Regions from separate parts of the Pan troglodytes genome. Here region 1 is linked to region 2. A link is a contact called in public capture Hi-C data. All regions are on one chromosome and are shown on one strand. The core of a region is the stretch at or near the end of the contact, and the rest is flanking DNA. Distances in the headings are between cores, read along the strand shown.

Region 1 (4,373 bases), core at 1,294-3,793, 230 kb before region 2:
TGGACCATCAATAGGAGAGTGGTTTTATGTGCGTGAAGGAGCACCAAGTCGATTTTCTACCCAAGCAACTAAGGGTGGCAAGGATGGCTCACTGTTGGTTTTCTGCCCTCCACAATGAGTGACATGAGTTGGCAAAAGGGGGAGGGCAGAGAGAGGTGGGGTCTAGGAGTTTAGGAGACCCCGTGCTGAGCAAATGAGTCCCTTTGGGAGGAAATGCCAAGTCTCTGAGTGCCATTGGCCTTGACAGTCTTCCAGGGCCCTGGCACAGCTATCCGCCGCTTTCCCAAAGCCACACCTTTGAGGCTGAGGGCTGGGGATGCCCCACCTGATGGCAGCTCCTGCCATCCCCGGGGTACCCCCAGCCACCCAGGCATGCCTCATTTACCCCAGCTCTTCCCCCTACAGCATTGGACTATGATAGTTTTCTTTCCAAGGAGTGATTCTGCCAGGAACTAAGGAAGGGGAGGCCCCTTTGGCTCCTTCAAATGCCACCCTGGCTGTTGCCCAGTCCCCCTCTCCCAGTATTACCCCCCCTGCATTCCTGTTGCAGGCAGGGGTGTAAAGGGAGGGGCTCTGAGACTGATCCTGGAGATTGGGGCCTAGCCTCAGGGAGCTTCCAGAAGATGGGAAGGCCAATGGGGAACCCCCTTCTTTATCTCAAGAACTTTAAAATGTAGCAAGCAACCACACAACACACAACTCAATTCAAAGAATTGAATTTCCCACCAGGGTATGACAGAGGCTGGAGCTGGGGGAGGGGTAGAGTATGAAGGCCATGAACTTTGGAGTCATGCAAATTTGAGACCTGACATTTATAGCACCAAACACCTTTCCATAGCAATACAAATTAAAAAGTGAAAATAAATGAATTAAACACCCACACTGAAAAATTAGGGGAAAAAGTCGTGAAGACTCCATGGCAAGGTTTTCTGAGGAGGGAAATCTACCATCTCCCAGTTTTTCCTCCAGCGTGTGTCACTCTCAGAGGAGTCCTGCCCTGCAGCCTTCATGTGGGGCATGGGAATCTATGGACACCGATTCCCACCCGTGCAAGAATGTGCCTTGCAGGCCGGGCATGGTGGCTCAAGCCTGTAATCCCAGCACTTTGGGAGGCGAGGTGGGCGGATCACGAGGTCAGGAGATCGAGACCATCCTGGCTAACACGGTGAAACCCCGTCTCTACTAAAAATACAAAAATTAACCGGGCATGATGGTGGGCGCCTGCAGTCCCAGCTACTCGGGAGGCTGAGGCAGGAGAATGGCGTGAACCCCGGAGGCGGAGCTTGCAGTGAGCTGAGATTGTGCCATCGCACTCCAGCCTGGGCGACAGAGCGAGACTCCGTCTCAAAAAAAAAAAAAAAAAAAAAGAATGTGTATGACAAGCCTGTGAGCAGATTGGCTATGAAGGCAGAGACCTGGGGCTGCTATTGGCCCAATGACATGGGCTTCCACCTACCCAAGGCTGATCTAGCTCCTGCCACTTCTGAATGTCCAACTTGTCCATAATGGAGACCAACATCAAACCCCTGAAATGGCATTGTTTCCTTGAGGAGACCAACCTGCCTCCTGGTGGTAAGTTGACTGCATCAGGATCCTCTTATCCTGGAAGGTGCAGGGGGCCATCCTCTGCATCCTCCACCTGGAACAGGATGGATACCATCACATGGTATTCAAACACTGTGTTTTCTCCCCTAGTTGAAGCAGGGCTGTTTGAGGGCATGGATGAGTCCTAGTGAGTCGCTCAGACCCTGGCAAAAACGAGGGACTCAGTCCATGTGTGCAGAGTGGGTGGGCCAATAGACATCAAATGATGACCAGTGTTACACGCCCATGCACACACACTGCATGTTGTTACATCTTGTTACTCCTCCCAGTAGCCCTCTGGGGAAGATATCATCAGTATCTCTCTTTTACAGATGGGGAAACTGAGCCAGAGAGAGATATAGTTGCTTGCTCAGGAGATACAGGGCCAGATGTGGATCCACAGTGGACCATCAGCACCTCTGTTCTGATCACTACACTGCATGGTTGTCTGTCTACAGAGCTTGGGCAAGGAAGGCATGAGTGGGCTGGGGTGGTCACCAAGGCGGGGTCTGAGATGCTCCTTAGATAATCAGAGGAAGGACTAGGACAGATATTCTAGGCAGAGAAACACGTGACTGGTCCAGCAGACTGCTTGGTCTGAGTAGAGGACTTGAGAGAGGTAAGGGCCAGGATCTGGAGTCATGGCGGGGCTTCCTGTCACCTGGGCAGCGTGAAAGGCTGCTGGGCAGAAGGCTGGACAGGGTGATGCCCGGTTTGGCAGTCACCGCAGTGTGCGTCAGGAGGGTGGAGGGAGGGACTAGGGCAGGAGGGACTAAGGCAGGAAGGACAGATGGGAGACATCTGCAGCTGTGTTGGGGGAGGACTGGAGACCCTGAGATCAGAGGCAGGCATAGGAGTTGATAGAAGTTGATTAATTCAAGAGTCATTACAAAGGAAGCCTTCTTTGGAGGCAAGCAGGAGGGTCTGTATGGGAATCATGGACTCTGCCCCTGGGAAATTGGCCTTGCTGGCCTTAGAGTTGCATTTTTTAGTTATTCTCACAAGCCCCTGGGGTGGGAGGAGGAAGGAGGGGACAGGGTAGAAAGATGGGGATTGGGGATCCACCAGCCCCCATGCTCTTAGCCTCTGTCTCTGCAATGCCAGGAATGGGCTCAGACACCAAGATAAACAATGTGTTGACCTGGCCCAGGCTGAGAATGATGCTGATAGTGACTATGAATCAGCCCTAGGCTTTGGTCCAGGAGAGAGGCATTTCCCAGTCAGGGGGAGGGAGCAAGCCAACCACTGTTCTGGAAATTTCCACTCACATTATCTCCCTCTGACGGGGGAGCAAACTGAGGGCTCCAGAGGGGACATGACTTGTTCAAGGTCACATAGCCAGTGAGAGCCAGTCTTTGAAAATGCATCCTTCTGTCTTGAAGGCCAGGGTCACTGCAATTTGTGGAGATATCTGGCCATGCAAAGCCCCTCCACCCCCCGATCCCTGTTGGAAGCCTTTCTGAGTTGTCTCCGTCAGTCTAACCTGATGCTTTTTGGACTCACATTGCCTCGGTAGTTAGGAGTCTCCTTTGTTCTGCAGTAAACCAAGGCATCCTGAGGAGCCTGGAGCAAGGCATTCCTTTTCAATACATCCGGCAGCTGATTATCACTCAGCAAGTCACACATTGATTGCTGATTGTCAGAGCTAGAGCAGAGATAACAAAGGGAAGCACACACGCCACATGGGCAGACACTAGGGCTGCTCCAGAAGGTTCCCATCTCCCTCCTTCCAGGCACATGGTAGCACTGCATACCTCTGCTCTCTTTGGAAGTTAAGTGAAGCCATATGACTTGCCCTGACCTATAAAAATGTGAGCAGAGGTGACAAATGACCCTTTTGGGCAGAAGCTTTAAGAGCCAGTGTGGAGTTGGCTATGTCTCCTTCCTGCTTGCAGGGATGAAAGCAGGCATTGCCACGGAGTCGCAGGTGGCCATGAGGGTGCCCCTCCCTTCTGCTCCACACTGGAGCCAGAAATAAACTCTTATTGATTTTAAGGGTGGTTGTTGTTAGCACAGCTTAACCTAGCCTATCCTGACTGACACAGAAATTTGTACTTAGAAGTGAAGTGCTGTTAAAGCAAAAAACAACGAAAAGATGCAGTATTCTCTTAGAGATTCAGTGGCAGCAATAAGGAACTGATGTTGGAAGCTGGAGAGATAGCTATCCATGCAGTGGAGAAACATTTGGTGAAACTCTCACCTGTAATTACTTGAAATGTAGGGAAAGAAGTTTGAAGACAGAAATTGAGTAGTGTGTTTTGCTTGCTGTTGGCTGCATTTGGCAAAGTACTGCAAACGAGATGAGTTCAGAAATTGATTAAGGATGGGTCAGCCTAATACATGAATGCTTATGATAGGATCAAATTTGGATCCTTTGGGGTCTTTTGCTTCCAGCCAAGAAGTAGTAAGAGACTGGATTTACTAGCCCACCTGAAACAACTAAAAATATGAAACACTGATTTTCAAGACACCAGACCTCAGGCAATGAAGTCATCCCTAAGACGCAACAAACAAATGAGACAGTCCCTGTGACCGTCCCAGCTTGCTGCGTTGAGAGAGTTTCCAGGCCATGGTGCAGGGAGAAGGAACACAGGCGGGTCCCACAGACTCCCTGGGTTGAGAGGGTGGAAGGAACTGAATGTAAGGAGGCCCAGGCTGTCAGAGTTCGCAGGGCACAGGACTGGAGAGAAGAGAGCCACACAGAGGGAGAACTCCAAAGAGCCACTAAGGGTCTCCCTCAGGCATTTAGCAGAGTTTGATCAGCACCTGCGTGTGAGGAAGCCCCATGA
Region 2 (5,074 bases), core at 2,377-4,876:
GGGGTGCAGGCTGGGGGTGAGGGAGCCTCGAGACCTGGTCCCAGGCCCCACCTAACTGCTGCCATGATGTCTGCCACCCACCTCCAGGAGGACTCAGACGGTAGCATCGAGTGTGTGAACGAGGAGAGGAGGCTCCAGAAGAAAGTCTGCAACGTCAGCTATCCCTTCTTCCGGGCCAAGGCCAAGGTTGAGACTGGGGACAATGTTGGGGAGGGTCAGGGTGGGCACTGGGAGGCACAGGAAGCTTGGGGAGGGTGGCAAGAGCAACAAGAGTGAACACAGAAGACCAGGGAGGGATGGGAGGCCTGAGGTGGCTTTTATTTGTCTTTTCTCCCACAAAATGACATTCAAGTGACCAAATTAGCCAGCCATCCCCATGCTAGCAGCCCATCCTTTAACTCAGAGAGAATTCCTACCACTCCCAGCCACTAGTCTGCCACCTGCCCTTAGCCAGTCCCACTGTTCTGCAGCCTCACAAGTTTTTCAAATTTCTGGCCTCTGCCACTGTGCTGTGTATGAGGAGGGATGGGGAGAGAAACTACCATTTCATGAGCACCTACCACCCAACTGTGCTTAAAAGCTCATGTGACTAGAGGGTGGGTATGTGAAGGGAGAAGCAAAGTAGCTGGGAAAGGGAGGGAGACGCCAGATTGCAGGGAGTGTTTGGACATCAGCCCTGGGCAGCGGGCAGCCATAGAAGGTTCTGGAGTAGGAGAAGATCTAATTGAGGCCAAGCTGCGTGGACTTGGGAATCAGAGAGGAGCTGTGGCAGGAGCCAGCTAGGCAGCAGCAGTGCTCCCAGGAGCAGGGTCTGCACAGCTGGGGAAAGAGAAAGAAATGGGAGTGGGGATGAGGGCTCCTTAGCAAAGCACCTCCCTGGTGAGATATAAGTCGAAGGTGTAGTTTCTGGGTTGAGGCACCGACAAACCCAGGAGCTCTGGAGTGGGGATGGAGCAGGACACAGCCCAGGCTTCCCCACCCACGCCCAGCCACTCCTGCAGAGAAGGGGCCGCTGAGGTCTCCTGGGAAACCTCGTGAGGGTGAGACCAGGGAGAGCATCAGGGGTCTGTGCAAAGCCTCAGTAATGCCCCCAGGTGGGGCGGGGAGGAGGCGAGGAGGGTCGCATGTTTCCCCACCGCGGGGCGAAGGGCAAGGGGAGTATCAGGGCCCAGGTCAGCAGTGTGGCAGAAGCGCTGCCAGACAAGGGGCGGATGCCTTGTTGGCCTGCTGGGTGGCCACTGGCCCTCATCCCTCTCCGGGCCATCTCCTCCCTGCCACACACAAAGAAGAGGTGGACAAGGCGGTCCTACCAAACGTTTCTGGCCCCCACATCCCATGGTGCATGGCGATGGCCATCGGCCCTTCCTGCCATCAAGGCCCCCTACCCCAAAAATCCTGCAGACAGAGTCTGGAGCTGGACTTGCTGCTTTCTGGTTGCCTTTTGCTAAAAACAAAAGAAGAGGAAAAGGGAGGGGGGCTGGCTCAGCCCCGAGAAACCCCATTGTGGGAGCTGTTGTCTTTGGCTGTGTCCCCACAGCAGCCCTGAAGCTCAGCTCATGTTCTGTAGCACCTGGTCCTCCCTTTCCCAGCCTGTTCCCAGCCAGCAGCTCCCCAACCCCCAGCAAGCTCCCCCTCCCCAAGCCAGCAGGGGGCTGTGGGGAGTGGGCTGTGGGGAGTGGGCGGGGCTGGTCCCGGCAATGCCCAGACATGCGACTGCTTCCTTGCAGGTGGCTTTCCGTCTTGATTTTGAGTTCAGCAAATCCATCTTCCTACACCACCTGGAGATCGAGCTCGCTGCAGGCAGGTCAGGGCCGTGCCTGCTCCTTCTCCCCCAAGCTTGCTATTCCGGGGCCCAGCTCTCTGGCTGCTAGCAACTGTTCCTCCCAACACTGAGTCCGCTGCCCCACGCCCTGTCCCTCACTGCCCCAACCTTGAGTGGAGGCAGCGGGGTGGGGAGGTGGGCCGGCATCCATTGCAGGTGTGGGCCAACCTGCTGCCCCCTGTGTTGCCACCACTCTTCATTCTTTGGATGATAAATAATAATGTCAGCCCTTTACTTTTAGACAGCCCTCTATACAGCAGTAATTCACAAACCTTATGGTTATAAAGCACTGTACAGGCAAAAATCTCAGTCCTCACAGAGGCCCCTTAAGATCATCAAAGCAGGGGTTATTCCCCACACCATCTTCCAAGTTAAGAGAGGCTCAGAGGGTGAGTGAATTTCCCAAGGACACACAGCAGTAAATTGTGCAGCTGGAAGCTGAACACTACTCGTCCTATTCCCCATCCAGGGCTCTTCCTGTCCTAGTCACCTCTCTCCCCTTTTTCTATTTTTAAGAGGCCTTTTCTTACTCTATGTGGGTCTTCCCGTCTGTCTGTCTGTCTGTCTGTCTCCCAGGCCTCTCAGAGGTAGCTTGCTATGTGTTGACCCCATGAATCACTTTGTGTCAGTAGTAAATACACTTCTCTTTTTTGCAGAATTACCTCTGTGTGGGGAAGGACAGAGGGATTGTGTCCACTCTGGAGCCTTATAAATGGCAAAAATCCTTAGCTAAGAAATAAATACCCCAGGCAAACCGAACACTAACATTCCAGCACACACACGTGCAGGTCAGAGGTCACATAAGCACTGGGGACTCATACCCGACACGTGCTCGCGTCCCAGCTACAGTTAAATGAATTGTGCATCCTGGTAGAATTCTCACACACCACGTGGCAAACTTGGCGAGGCCTCCCTTGCTCTCTGCCCTGCTCTTAGAAAGCCCAGTCCCGACTTCACAGGAGAAATGAGCGCACTTGCAGAGCAGTGTCTCTGGCACAGCTGTGGGGGGTGTCTGAGAATTAAGTGTGTGTAGGAGGGGGCTCTGGAGGCACATCTGTGTGTGTTGGGTCTCCCTTTTCTAACCAAACCCCTATCTTGGGGTAAGGCTTCCAAAGGGAATCAAACTCAGTCTATATAACAAGCAAGAACTGTACATTTTTATGTCTAAAATGATTTGCCCTGGTAGTTCATGGTGCTCAGATATAAAGGGAGGCACACTGGACAGAACCCCCCCAGAAGATGTCTCTGAATTTCACTCCCAGCCTTCTTGTGGCAGCAGAGTGCCCCTGGCCGACCTGTAGGAGCTGCCCCCGGTCAGTCCAGGGATAAATGAATGACTCTATTGTGAATTCCTCACCATCCCTCCTCCGTGGGCACAACCTTTGCCACAGGTGTCATCTCCCACAGCCCCTGAGAGTCCAGCAGGCAGCAGGATTGGCCCACCAGACAGACGGGGCGTCTGGGTGAGGGAGGCAAACAGGCTGGGGTCCAGTCCATGCCAGACCAGGCACAGGCCTTCTAGCTCCAGCCCAGAGCCCTCCCCTGACTCTACCTAAAGGGGCAGCAGGTAGAGCTGGTGTCATCCATCCCCGCTTCTGGCCCTTCCTCTCCTAGGAGATGCCTCAGGTTCCCTGTCTGGCCTGTCTGGTGCCCATCAGCCCCAGATAAGCCAGTGTGCTCCTTCCACAGTCTGCCTCAGACCCTTCCTGCTGCCTGTGCTGGCTGAGCCCCTTCCTGACCTTGCCGCCTGGCTCTCCTTGCAGTGACAGTAACGAGCGGGACAGCACCAAGGAAGACAACGTGGCCCCCTTACGCTTCCACCTCAAATACGAGGCTGACGTCCTCTTCACCAGGTGGGCCGGGCTCCGGGGGCCCCAGGAGAGGGAAGGCATGGGGAATGGGAGGAGGGAGGCCTAAGGGGGGGGCACCCTCTGATGGGCCCTAATAGGGCCAGACCCCAGCACTAAGGGACTATGGATGGAGCCAAGAGTGTCCCTGATGGGTCAGAGAGTGCAGCACCCCCATTCAGTGTGGGGAGGGGATATCAAATTAGAGGAAGGAGACACAGGCCCGGCCCTGGGGAGCTCCCAGCAGGGGCAAGGAGGGAGGGTGGGGGCAGTGGGAGGTGTCCACCCCTGGCAGAGGCAACAAGTGGATGCATGGTCTGTAGAGAATTTAAAAACAGAAATAATATCTATCATAAGTCAATCTGCTTTTTGTTATCATCTTATGCCAGCACATCTAAACAATGTCAGTGGGAAAAGACTCTTCCCCAAAGGACAGACTGCTCCCACCCCCACCCCCTTGGCATGCTACTGGCCCCCAGTCTGATGGAGGAAACAGCCCCTGTCCTCTGAGAGCTCTCGGGCAGATGGAGAAGTCAGGGCAGAACAGCAGATACGGAGAGGAAGCTCAGGCCCTCCCACGCCAGCCATCCCTAGAGGGTGGAAGGGAGCACAGTGGCATGGTCACTCCGAAAACAGCTACACTCCTAGGCAGAGACGCTGGGGCAGGGATGAGATAACTGGCTGTTCTGACTCACGCCCACCCACTCAGGAGGCAGACATTGCTCACCCATGGCAGCGCTGATTCCTGCAAAGGCTCAGAATCCTTCCAACATGACACTCCCAGCCGACACAAGCGGGAACCTGTTTTTCATGGCCCGGGGGAGGCCGGCACATGCCCTCTCCCTCTTTCATTCATCTGTCCATCCAGCCAGCCCTGACTGAGCTCACGACAGCCCTGTCCTCTGTCTCTGCAGGAGCAGCAGCCTGAGCCACTACGAGGTCAAGCCCAACAGCTCGCTGGAGAGATACGATGGTATCGGGCCTCCCTTCAGCTGCATCTTCAGGGTGAGGCTGGAGGGGAGCTGGGTAGAGGGGGAAGGATGGGATCTGAGCACCCCCATCCTGGAGGGGAGGAATGTGGAATCATCACTAGTGCCCGGAGTCCAGCCTCAACCCTGCCACCCACCCACTGTGTGACTTTAGGCAAGTCACTTCTCCTCTCTGGGCCTCTCAGTCTTCTTTTGAAAAACAACCGGACTGCGGTGGGGGGTGTATGGGTGAAGATAGGGTGTGGTTGCCTAAAATTCTTAAATTTTTTTTAAACAGTGGTTTAAACACACTAGGGTTTACTCTGTCCCATAAAAGAAGTCCAGAGTTGGCAGCTTCACAAAGTCATTCAGGAGTGGGTCTTCTATTCCACCATTCTCAGTGTGAACTTACCAGCCTCCAGTTCACCTCACAGTAC

Evidence for each region. Capture Hi-C pulls out chosen DNA fragments and counts their contacts.
Region 1: a contact with region 2 is called in a capture Hi-C map of stem cell-derived neural stem cells, with 4 times the contacts expected there. The contact joins two enhancer-like sites. A contact is called at or near these places in 3 of 7 Hi-C or Micro-C datasets (induced pluripotent stem cells and stem cell-derived neural progenitor cells) and 1 of 1 other capture datasets (stem cell-derived neural stem cells).

Annotation. Positions count from the first base shown.
Region 1 is chr16:60,542,376-60,546,748 of NHGRI_mPanTro3-v2.0_pri, reverse strand. No RefSeq gene overlaps it. Among named protein-coding and RNA genes, the nearest start is that of CORO2B, 35 kb to the left of the region's middle. Within about 2 kb of position 2,543, at least 5 of the 24 cell types and tissues checked have an H3K27ac peak or open chromatin away from gene starts, as enhancers often do. A contact at or near this core is called in stem cell-derived neural stem cells, where this site is marked.
Region 2 is chr16:60,313,618-60,318,691 of NHGRI_mPanTro3-v2.0_pri, reverse strand. It overlaps ITGA11 (integrin subunit alpha 11), which reads left to right. Exons shown (of 30, transcript XM_510503.8): 21 at 88-186; 22 at 1,728-1,804; 23 at 3,586-3,675; 24 at 4,584-4,674. Among named protein-coding and RNA genes, the nearest start is that of FEM1B, 38 kb to the right of the region's middle. Within about 2 kb of position 3,626, at least 2 of the 24 cell types and tissues checked have an H3K27ac peak or open chromatin away from gene starts, as enhancers often do. A contact at or near this core is called in stem cell-derived neural stem cells, where this site is marked.